Linked DNA regions of Rattus norvegicus: region 2 is linked to region 1. The links are chromatin contacts, called in public Hi-C maps. All regions are on one chromosome and are shown on one strand. The core of a region is the stretch at or near the end of the contact, and the rest is flanking DNA. Distances in the headings are between cores, read along the strand shown.

The links. Hi-C and Micro-C count contacts between places; a contact is called where the count stands out from the background.
Region 2: a contact with region 1 is called in a Hi-C map of kidney, with 3 times the contacts expected there. The contact joins the enhancer-like site here to the promoter of Slc22a6 in region 1. A contact is called at or near these places in 2 of 12 Hi-C or Micro-C datasets (kidney and liver).

Annotation. Positions count from the first base shown.
Region 1 is chr1:214,949,143-214,954,729 of GRCr8, forward strand. Slc22a6 (solute carrier family 22 member 6) reads left to right here and starts at 2,955. Exons shown (of 10, transcript NM_017224.2): 1 at 2,955-3,368; 2 at 3,768-3,871; 3 at 4,087-4,241. The coding sequence starts at 3,000. It also overlaps a transcript of Slc22a25 not described here.
Region 2 is chr1:215,007,643-215,013,229 of GRCr8, forward strand. It overlaps Chrm1 (cholinergic receptor, muscarinic 1), which reads left to right. Exons shown (of 2, transcript NM_080773.2): 2 at 1,951-4,494. The coding sequence starts at 2,021. The coding sequence ends at 3,403. Among named protein-coding and RNA genes, the nearest start is that of Chrm1, 14 kb to the left of the region's middle. Within about 2 kb of position 3,394, at least 27 of the 93 cell types and tissues checked have an H3K27ac peak or open chromatin away from gene starts, as enhancers often do. A contact at or near this core is called in kidney, where this site is marked.

The sequences.
Region 1 (5,587 bases), core at 1,705-4,204:
ATTAGGCACAAGCTTGGAGAGGGAGGGGACTTGCAGGAGAGCGCCACACTCCACCTACTCTGCCAGAAGAGCACTAAGTCTTGGCAGGGAATGGACCCCACAACCTCTAAGCTGTTTGTCCAGCTGTCCTCGCCTCCCCAGGCCACAGGTTCTTATATACCTTGGCCTGGAAAATGTATCAGGCATCTGGACTCCCATGGAGCCCAAGCTAGAATCAACACATGCTGGGAGGGGGAGTCTGGGATGAATTACAACCTCCTCTGGGTTGCTTCTCTGCAAAGTTAGCTTACCTCCAAAACCGTTAGCTTGGCAGCAAACATCTCCAGAGCCACAGGTAAGAGTTCAGCATTTTGACCAAACGTAGTGGATCCAGGCCTATAATGCCAGCACTTGGGAGGCTGAGATCAGAGAGTCAGGAGTTTGAACCCAGACTGGGATGTATAATGAGACCCTGTTGGAAGAGAAAGAAGAGGAAACCAGCTTTTAAATTACGGCCCTAAACTAACACCTTGCGTGTCTGAGAACCTAAGTAGACAATAAATTCCATCCCAATTTAATGCACAAAACTGCAGTCTGTATAAGCATAGTATCTAGATTGTTTTTCTTTCCTGGTAAGAGATTCTTTAACCCAGAGTATCACGAAGTCCAGGGTGCCATCAAACTCACTCTGTAGCCAAGACTAAGCTTGAAGTATTAATCCTCCTGCCCAAGATGATTTTGAACTCCCGGGCTCAATCCTCCTGCCTCAGGCTCCCCAAGAGCTGGGACTACAGGCAGAGACTTGCACGCTTGAATAAAGGCTTCTTTACCTATGTTGGCTCATTTAACCCTCCAAGAACAAAATTAAGGAGACATAAAAATCATCCCTATCTTGAAAGAGGTAGACAGGAATTTAATAACTTGCTCTTGTCACACAGTAAGAGAATATGGAAAGAGAACCAACTCACTGCAGGACTCAGTGTTTTGTGTCAGATGCACCTTACAAACCAAAGCCATGGAGCAGCAACCTGCCCTCAACCTCCTTAGTCTGTGATCCAACCAATCGAATCCAACAGAAACATACAATTAGCGTTAACATTGCCTCTGGCTGTGAGTAACCAGGGCTCACAATCCAAAATCTGTTTTAGGAGTTCAAGTCAGGTCCTAAACTTGAGGCTAAAACTGAGATAGGTTCGTGCTCATTTAAGAAAAATAAAAGTTAGCTAGGCAGTGGTGGCTCACACCTTTAACCCCAGCACTCAAGAGCCAGAGGCAGGCGGATCTCTGAGTTCAAGGCCAGCCTGGTCTACAGAGTGAGTTCCAGGACAGCCAGGGCTACACAGAGAAACCCTGTTTTAAAAATAAATACATAGGGGGTTGGGGGTTTAGCTCAGTGGTAGAGCGCTTGCCTAGCAAGCACAAGGCCCTGGGTTCAGTCCTCAGCTCCAATAAATAAATAAATAAATAAATAAATAAATAAATAAATGGGAGATAGATAGATAGATAGATAGATAGATAGATAGATAGATAGATAGATAGAAGAGGGGGGATAAAGAGTTGACTTAGTGGCTGTGGGTAATGCCAGTTCCACAGAATCTGATACCAGATTGGTACCAGGCATGTATATGGTGAACAGATATACATGTAGGCAAAACACCAATACGTATGAAATAAGTGAAATAATTTTTAGAAATAAAGAACACAACAAGGAGGAAAAATTGAACCAAGACGATTAAAGAAACAGGGGCCAGTGAGATGACAGGCAAAGGCTTGCTGCTAAGTCTGATGACATGAGTTTAATCTCCAAAGCTCATATGGTAAAAAGAGAGAAACTGTTCCTACAAGTTATCCTCAGACCTCCATGCACACACACACACACGCACACACACACACACACACACACACACACACACACACACACACACACATCGATAGATAAACAGTGTGATGGTTTGTATTTGTAATCCCAGCATCAGGGAGGTAGAGCCAGGTGGAGCCATACAAGACCAGCCTTGGCTCTGTATTGAACTGAAGGTCGCCCTGAGCTATGTGAGACGCTTTCTTCAAAAACAAATAAAAAAGAATAATCAGGAAGGTGAAACTGAGACTCTAGAAGAGGGATCCCGCGTTATGTCTGATTTTTCCCTTGGCCCCCACACCTTCAAGAGCAACCTCTGACCTCGTGTTTCTTTCATTTGTACAAAGTCAGACCCCTGTAAGATGTGAGTTGTTTGTCCTCAGAAGACCAAAGATCAGGGTTGCTCAATATAGCAAATATGAACACACGATTCCCAGTCAGATCAATTTCAAATCAATGCATGATTTTGGATAGAAACATGGTCTGTGCAATCTTAGGGCTGTACTTTTAAAAAAAATTAACTGTCAATGTGACATTCAGGTTCAACAGGACTTGCTATGCTTTCTCTGGTGTTACTCCAGAAGACAGACTATGGTATCCACAGAATCCCTTCAGAAGGCCACCATATTTCCCAGAGCCCAGACTACTCGATGGAAGAAAGACAGGAGGTCCCATCTTGTCCCCTTCTGCATCCTGCTGCCCAAATGGCCTCCTCCAGTAAATCCACTCACTCTCAGTCTCATCCATCCTCCCTTGCCTTCATACCCACTTGGAGAAATTCTACTGACACAAGGAATACTCACAGGGTTAATCCTCCTGACACCAAGTCACACTTTAACTCATTGTCTTCAGGACAAAGATTAAAAGCTGCCTACGTAAGAGTCAGGGCTCCAGCAGACCCTGAAAGCTGAGCTGTCCAGACCCCCGAAGTGAAGAAAAGAGGCGAGGGCAAGGGAGGGCCAGAACCGAGGGAGAGAGAAAGGAGGGGCAGCCCACCAGCCCGCTGTCCTGCCACAGAACCGGCTCAGCTCCAGCTCCAGGAGTCACTCAGCTGCAGAGGCAGTGGCAGCCCCACTCCTCAGGCAAAGGGCAGCAGACAGACAGACAGAGGTCCTAGGACTGGAGGTCCTCAGTCATTGACCACTCAGCCTGGCCCAGCCCCATGGCCTTCAATGACCTCCTGAAACAGGTGGGGGGCGTCGGACGCTTCCAGTTGATCCAGGTCACCATGGTGGTTGCTCCCCTACTGCTGATGGCTTCCCACAACACCTTGCAGAACTTCACTGCCGCTATCCCCCCTCATCACTGCCGCCCACCTGCCAATGCCAATCTCAGCAAAGATGGAGGTCTGGAGGCCTGGCTGCCCCTGGACAAGCAAGGACAACCCGAATCTTGCCTCCGCTTTACTTCCCCCCAGTGGGGACCACCCTTTTACAATGGCACAGAAGCCAATGGCACCAGAGTCACAGAGCCCTGCATTGATGGCTGGGTCTATGACAACAGCACCTTCCCTTCAACCATCGTGACTGAGGTAAGAATCTGGGGCTTTCTCTCCATGTGACACTACTTTACCTCCTACACAGACAGACAGACAGACATACAGAGAGAGAGAGAGAGAGAGAGAGAGAGAGAGAGAGAGAAAGAGAAAGAGAGAGAGAGTGTGTGTCAAGTTTCTTGGGGGCCAAGATCAGAAGATGAAATTAAAACATTGAAGAGGATGGTGTTTGTAGAAAGGTAGAAAGGGTGGGTGAGGAAGTTGCTGAGTGTTGTAAGTGTTCTTATCTCCCAGGAACTGTGAGACAAACTACAGAGAGAAGTATTACTGAAAGAGGGTGACACGGACCCTGCAGACCTTCCTGGGGGGGGGGGTTGAAGGGCTTCCCTGCCTTGGGCTCTTCTGTGCCCAACCCTGGCTTATCTCTCCCCACAGTGGAACCTTGTGTGCTCTCATCGGGCTTTCCGCCAGCTGGCCCAGTCCCTGTACATGGTGGGAGTGCTGCTGGGAGCCATGGTGTTTGGCTACCTGGCGGACAGGTCAGTCCTGGGTAAGCCAAAGAGCTGGGCTAAACTGGGATCAGTGGTTTTAAGACAGGGGTGGCTGGCTTAAGTGCAAGGGTCAGGATTCTTCTTAGCTCCTGAGAAAACTGCAGCCTAGGGCATCACCCTAGGCACCTACTCCTCCTCTGTGTAGCTCAGCCTGGCTCCCAGTAGTCCTCAGGCCCCTGACACAAGTCTTCCCTCCCCGACAGGCTGGGCCGCCGGAAGGTGCTGATCTTGAACTACCTGCAGACAGCTGTGTCGGGAACCTGTGCAGCCTATGCACCCAACTATACTGTCTACTGCGTTTTCCGGCTCCTCTCGGGCATGTCTTTGGCTAGCATTGCAATCAACTGCATGACACTAAGTGAGGACTGTTCGCCATGTCCCCTCTCACCACCCAGTCCTGCCAACCTCCTCCTGAAGCCCTCACCTCCTGAGCCCCACCTCCTCTCAACCCAGTATCTCCCTTAGATCTGCATTTCCAGTCAACAGTAACACTGCCTTCCCCAGCCCCCAGCTCACACCAGCTTGATCCCTTACTTGGAATGAGATTGCCGACTCTGTGGTCAGTGTGCCCAAGACAAGCCGGGCACGGGAGACCTTAGGAGTAGTGAAGAGTGTGTCCAAAGGAAATCTGAAGGCTAGTGATACAGGCAAGGCCTGGTAGCATGTTCCCACAATCCCAGTGCCCGGGAATCAGAGGCGGGAGGACTGTCCCAAGAATGAAGCCAGAAAGGTCTATATAATGAGTTCTAGGCCAGTCTGGGCTAAATAGCAAAGAAGATATCTCAGTGGGTAAAGACACTTGCCACCAAGTCTGATGACCGGAGTTCAATCCCCAGGAACAACATGGTAGAAAAAAAAAAACGCAACTGCTACAAGTTAGTTGTCCTCTGACTTCCACACACTTGTCATGACATAAGCACAGACAGACAGACAGACAGACAGACAGACAGACACCTATGCGGAAAAGATAGAGAGTGAGAGGATAAATAAAAAATGTACTTTTTTTAAAAAAAAGAAACATCCTATCTAGAAATACCAAAGGCGCTCCCAGCCAAGAAGTCGGATATCACTATGTGTTCATTGGTATTGTTTATTTGTTTTGTTTTGATACCTGGTGTTACTATGTAGTCTCCAACCCATAACAGCCTCCCCCACCCAAGTGCTAGGATTACAGGCAACACTACCACGCCCAATCTCTCTCAATTTTTAAAAATAATATAAAATATCTTAATTATTTTAATATTGTGGTTAGTCTAATATTTCTAAATAAGAATGAACCAGCATCGGGGTTGGGGATTTAGCTCAGTGGTAGAGCACTTGCCTAGCAAGCGCAAAGCCCTGGGTTCAGTCCCCAGCTCCGAAAAAAAGAAAAGAAAAAAAAAAAAAGAATGAACCAGCATCATATGCACCAAACACACTTAGTGACTGAGAATAGTCTATTAATAAACCATCAGTGTGTTTCCTCTAGTAAATTTTACACACACACACACACACACACACACACACACACACACACACACACACACACAATTTCCCAGATAATCAATCTGAGGGATGAGGAGAAGAAAAGAAATGGACCTGCAGTCATCCCTCAAGCCCAGAAGAAATTCAGGAATTCACAGTTCTCTAGATGAATGGAACTAGGTAGGCCTGAGATAGAACTAAGATATGCTTAAGGCTCCAAAGTCAATATCAATATTCAAA
Region 2 (5,587 bases), core at 2,144-4,643, 59 kb after region 1:
AGGCAAGTTCCAGGATAGCCAGGACTGCTATACAGGCAAACCCTGTCTTGAAAAAAACAAACAAGGCAATACCAGTACCCTCTTGTTTGTCTTGTTTGTTACCACTTCTCCTACAGCCTTTTAGTTAATATCATCAAGTGTAGTGTTAACTGCAGGCAGCCCGGCTCTGGAGTCTACATTCTTTAACTGCACTGTCATACATATACCTTCAAATGTAAAGTGTCTCAGACATACGTGCACACACTGACACATGCAGGCCTTCTTGCTCAAGCTATCACACACTGATCTTCCTCCCTATTCTGAGAGCTCTATCACAATGACAGTTCACCACGAGCTATGGAGATGCCGGCAGCCACACATACCCCGGGTCATACAATGGTCACAAACGTAGCACAATATTCTCTGTGTCACGGATCAAATCCCCAAGCAACACCAGGTCTTGGAAGAATCCTCCCAACAGTTCAGTCCTAAAAGCCACAGCTTCGGGCTAGGAAGACCCTAAATTTCTAGAGTAGACAGATGGGGGTACAGTAAAGGACCCACCAAATCACACCGCAGCCGGCTCTAGCTGAGTAGGACCTTCAGTCTTCAGTGCCTTGGCTTTGGCTGGGGAGTCTCCCCTGCCTCCTGGACTTTCATTTTTCACAATCTTAGTGCCTGGGGCAGACTCCAGATCCCAGAAAAGCCTGGGGGATTCTCTTGTCTCCCATGCCGCCCTACTTTTAGCTGTGCCTCAGGAACAGATCAGAGAGAGGAGGAGGAGAGCCACTCACATCCCATATGGGGCCAGACCCTCACCTGACTGGGAGGTGAGTTCATTGTCCCTGTTGCCTGCTTCACATACATACAATCCGTGGAAGGATGTGCAGACATAAACACACGTGTACACATTCCCCTGGACCCCATTCCCTGTCTCAACACTGCCCGCCCTCAACTGTAGCCCAGGCTATCCTCAAATTCACTGTGTAGCAGAGGATGACTTTAAACTCCTGATCCTTCTGACTCCACCTCCCAGGTGCAGGGATTACAGATGTCGACCGACCACCACTCCCAACCCTCTTCTTTTCTCTGGAGCTTTCTCCTTCTTCCTGTCACTCTTTCTTTGGTGGAAAGACTCACACCAGAGCAGCCCATGCACAGCAAGTGGAGGAAATGGGCTCTAATGCCACTCCCCATCTTGTTGCTATAGCAGAAGTCGAAGCCGCTCAGTCACCATTGCCTCCAGCAAGAAAGAGATGGCAGGGCCTTCCTGCTAAGGGTGAGCAGGACAGTTAGATGAGGTAACTTGATTAGGTCCTTAGCACTGTGTCTGGCATGTAGCAAGTCCTTCTTAAATGAAGACGTTAATGATGTTGAGCAAAATACTTGGAAAATTTCTCGGGTCTGTATACAAAATAACTCTCCCAGTTCCTGACACATGAAATGTAAGGAAAACTGGAATGGGGGCCAGCGAGATGGCTTGGCAATTAAGAGGACTCACTTGGTTCCTCCTCCAGAGAACTCAGATTCAATTCCTAGCACCCACACGGCAGTCACAATGTCTGTAACTCAGTTCCAGGGGATCTGATGTCCTTTTTCTGGCCTCCTCAGACACTGCTTACACGTGGTGCACAGACATACGTGTAGACAGAATACTCATACACATAAAGTAAAAATAAATGAAAAAGTTTTGAAGACAGGAATCAGCGATTTTCCAATGAGAAAACTGAGGCTAGAGTCTAAATGCAGAAGCTGGCATGAGGACTTAGGTCCCTAGCTTTTCAGGACTGCCCCATGTTCCCGGCAAACCTTCTGGTGGCTGGAAAGCACATTGTTAGCCACTGTGAGTGCTGGTGCCTGGAGGTGGTGCTGAGCAGCCTGGCACTCTAAAAGGTCCCGGGCTGTACCTTCCGGTTGGAACTGCCAAGGGTGCCCAGTGGCCCAGCCTAAGCTCGTGTCCTCTCTTTTCAGGTGATGCCCTTTCTCTGAGGAAAACCTGTGACTGGAGGAAGGGGCTGCGCCTTCATCCCACCCGGCTGCCATGAACACCTCAGTGCCCCCTGCTGTCAGTCCCAACATCACTGTCTTGGCACCAGGAAAGGGTCCCTGGCAGGTGGCCTTCATCGGGATCACCACAGGCCTCCTGTCTCTAGCTACAGTGACAGGCAACCTACTGGTACTCATCTCCTTCAAGGTCAACACCGAGCTCAAGACAGTCAACAACTACTTCCTGCTGAGCCTGGCCTGTGCTGACCTCATCATTGGCACCTTCTCCATGAACCTCTATACCACGTACCTGCTCATGGGCCACTGGGCTCTGGGCACACTGGCCTGTGACCTCTGGCTGGCCCTGGACTATGTGGCCAGCAACGCCTCTGTCATGAATCTTCTGCTCATCAGCTTTGACCGTTACTTCTCGGTGACCCGACCCCTGAGCTACCGAGCCAAGCGCACTCCCCGAAGGGCAGCTCTGATGATTGGCCTAGCATGGCTGGTTTCCTTCGTTCTCTGGGCCCCAGCCATCCTCTTCTGGCAATACCTAGTTGGGGAGCGGACAGTGCTGGCTGGGCAGTGCTACATCCAGTTCCTCTCCCAACCCATCATCACTTTTGGCACAGCCATGGCCGCCTTCTACCTCCCTGTCACGGTCATGTGTACACTGTACTGGCGCATCTACCGGGAGACAGAAAACCGAGCCCGGGAGCTGGCCGCCCTGCAGGGCTCTGAGACACCAGGCAAAGGTGGTGGCAGCAGCAGCAGCTCAGAGAGGTCACAGCCAGGGGCTGAAGGCTCACCCGAGTCGCCTCCAGGCCGCTGCTGCCGCTGTTGCCGGGCACCCAGGCTCCTGCAGGCCTACAGCTGGAAGGAAGAAGAAGAGGAGGATGAAGGCTCCATGGAGTCCCTCACATCCTCCGAAGGTGAGGAGCCTGGCTCAGAAGTGGTGATCAAGATGCCCATGGTAGATTCTGAAGCACAGGCACCCACCAAGCAGCCTCCCAAAAGCTCCCCAAATACAGTCAAGAGGCCCACCAAGAAAGGCCGAGACCGAGGCGGCAAGGGCCAAAAACCCCGAGGGAAGGAACAGCTGGCCAAGAGAAAGACCTTCTCACTGGTCAAGGAGAAGAAGGCAGCTCGGACCCTGAGTGCCATCCTGCTGGCCTTCATCCTCACCTGGACACCATATAACATCATGGTGCTGGTATCTACCTTCTGCAAGGACTGTGTTCCTGAAACCCTGTGGGAGCTGGGCTACTGGCTATGCTACGTCAACAGCACTGTCAACCCCATGTGCTATGCACTGTGCAACAAAGCCTTCCGGGACACGTTCCGCCTGCTGCTGCTCTGCCGCTGGGACAAGAGGCGCTGGCGCAAGATCCCCAAGCGCCCTGGCTCTGTGCACCGCACCCCCTCCCGCCAATGCTAACGGCCCCCTTCTCCTGCATCCTTCCACCCCAGCTCCAGGGAGAGGCCGGTGGAAAGTGTCCCGGAAAAACGGGCTGCATCTTCAGCCCCAGAGCCCTGCTCAGGACTCCCCTGGCTTCCCAGGCCCCTGGGTCACCTTCCTGGACAGCCCAGAGAGACTCTACTAGCTTTCCAAACTTTGCTATTCCCAGACGGGGAATGAAACCCGGGGAACTGGTTTTCTGATCCCCGCTGTGTGGGAATGGGCCCAGCAGGAGGATCCGGGCTTTGGACTGTTTGCGTTTAGGCAGGAAGTCAGGAGCCAGCGGGGTGGGCCGGCCGGCCAGTAGTTTAAAGGTGCAGTCTTTCTTGGCCCAGCAGGGGGCCTGGATTGCAGTGGTCATAGAACCCACTGCATCTACATTTGGGAGATGACACCAAGCACAGAGAGAAAGGTTTGGAACGGGGAGGGGGGAGGGGGTGGGGTGTTGGAGGGAGGGAGGTTGTGACCCCTGGCTGGAAATTCCCTCCTTTCCTAGGCAGAGCTCATCCAGGTAGGCCCTAGGCACACTCTCCAGGATCGTTCAACCTCCTTACAAATGACCCCAGGTCATCCCTATGTGGATCATCTCCAAGACAAATATCCAAGCGTGAGCAGGACAATGACACTAGGGGAGAGCAGCTTGGCTAAACACACCAAGTCCCAAAGCAGCATCAGGACCAGATGTCAGGTGTCCTAACCGGCCCATTCTATGCCATTTTCCTGGGGGTGGGGGTGGGGTAAGGTGCCTGCTCCAGTCCCACACCCTTTCTCCTCTCTCCCTGCCCCGAAGTGACCTAGGCCCCTCCCTTCTGGCTCACAGCCATTACCTGGGTGGATCTGCTCTGGGCAGATCTAGCCAGACCTCCTGCATGCTGCCTGCCTCCTCCAGCCTGGCCCCACACAGGTCTGGCCCAGCCAGCAGATTCTCTTCTGTAAACTCCTGAATCCAATCCATGCATGGCCTCCCTGCCACCCTGATCTCCAGGCCCTGCCTGGCCCCTGTTCTTTCTTTCCATCCTCAGCATATGCTGAGTCTGTGAATAAAGCCACGTAACTAGTGGGAACTACAAGGAATTCCTCCCTGTTTTGGCCCCAAGGCCAGGACTGCAAAGACAGGGAAGACACAAGAACTTCATGCAGAATGTGAGCTGCAGCATTTAAGGTGGATCCAGGAAGGACAGCACTGAATGGCTAAAGCCTGTGGGCCCCAGCACTGCCTGTGGGTCCATGGCTCAGGTGAGTGGTGCTAAACCAGGTAGACCTGATCTCTGAAAGTGAGGTGACTAGGTGAAACACCCCTATGTATTCTGTACATAGCAGCTCTAGGCTTGTCATACCCAGGAAGAACAGAACTCCTCCAAACTCCTATTTGTAACTGGGGGAACTAAAGCCCAGATACCCAGAAGAATTATTTAGGATTATACCACAAAACAACACCCAGGTTCCACGTAGTCCACATCTCCTGACCTCTAGACTATAGGGATGACAGACCTAGGATACTCAGCAAACCATTCAATCAGGGTCAGGGCACAACCTAAAGCATTGGATTGGTAAGAGAAGTTCCCACAGCCTAATGAAAAGGAGACTTTCTCTCTTGCTCCTCTCCTGCTCTTGCCTTCCTGCCCCCACTCTCTCCCCATTCCCTCCCCACCCCTTTCCCGTCTCCATGCACCCATGGCCGGCCTCTACTTCTCTTCTCTGTCTCTCTCTCTCTGTCTCTGTCTCTGTCTCTGTCTGTCTGTCTGTCTGTCTCTCTCTCTCTCTCTCATCTTCCCCACCCTCTGCCTTTCTCTGTCCCTACTACCCTCTTAATTCCCTTTCCCTATTCTATACTGAGAGAGAGAGAGAGAGATTGATTGATTGATTGATTAACCCCACAACAGTAGTAGTGGCTGGGAGTCCCAAGGTCAACCCTGATGTCAGTGATTTGCTGGGAAAACATACAGAACTCTGCAATGCCACTAGTCTGTCACTGTCACAGTGACAGAGTTCAGAAGAAAGCACACAGAGCAGAATCCCAGAGTAACCAGGCACAAAATGCCAGTTCCTTTCCCAGGAAGTCACAGAATACTTAATTCTCCAGCAATGATGTATGACGGCTTACATGATATACTGCCAGCCACAAAAGCCCTCCAGAACCTTGATGTCAGGTGGTTTTACAAG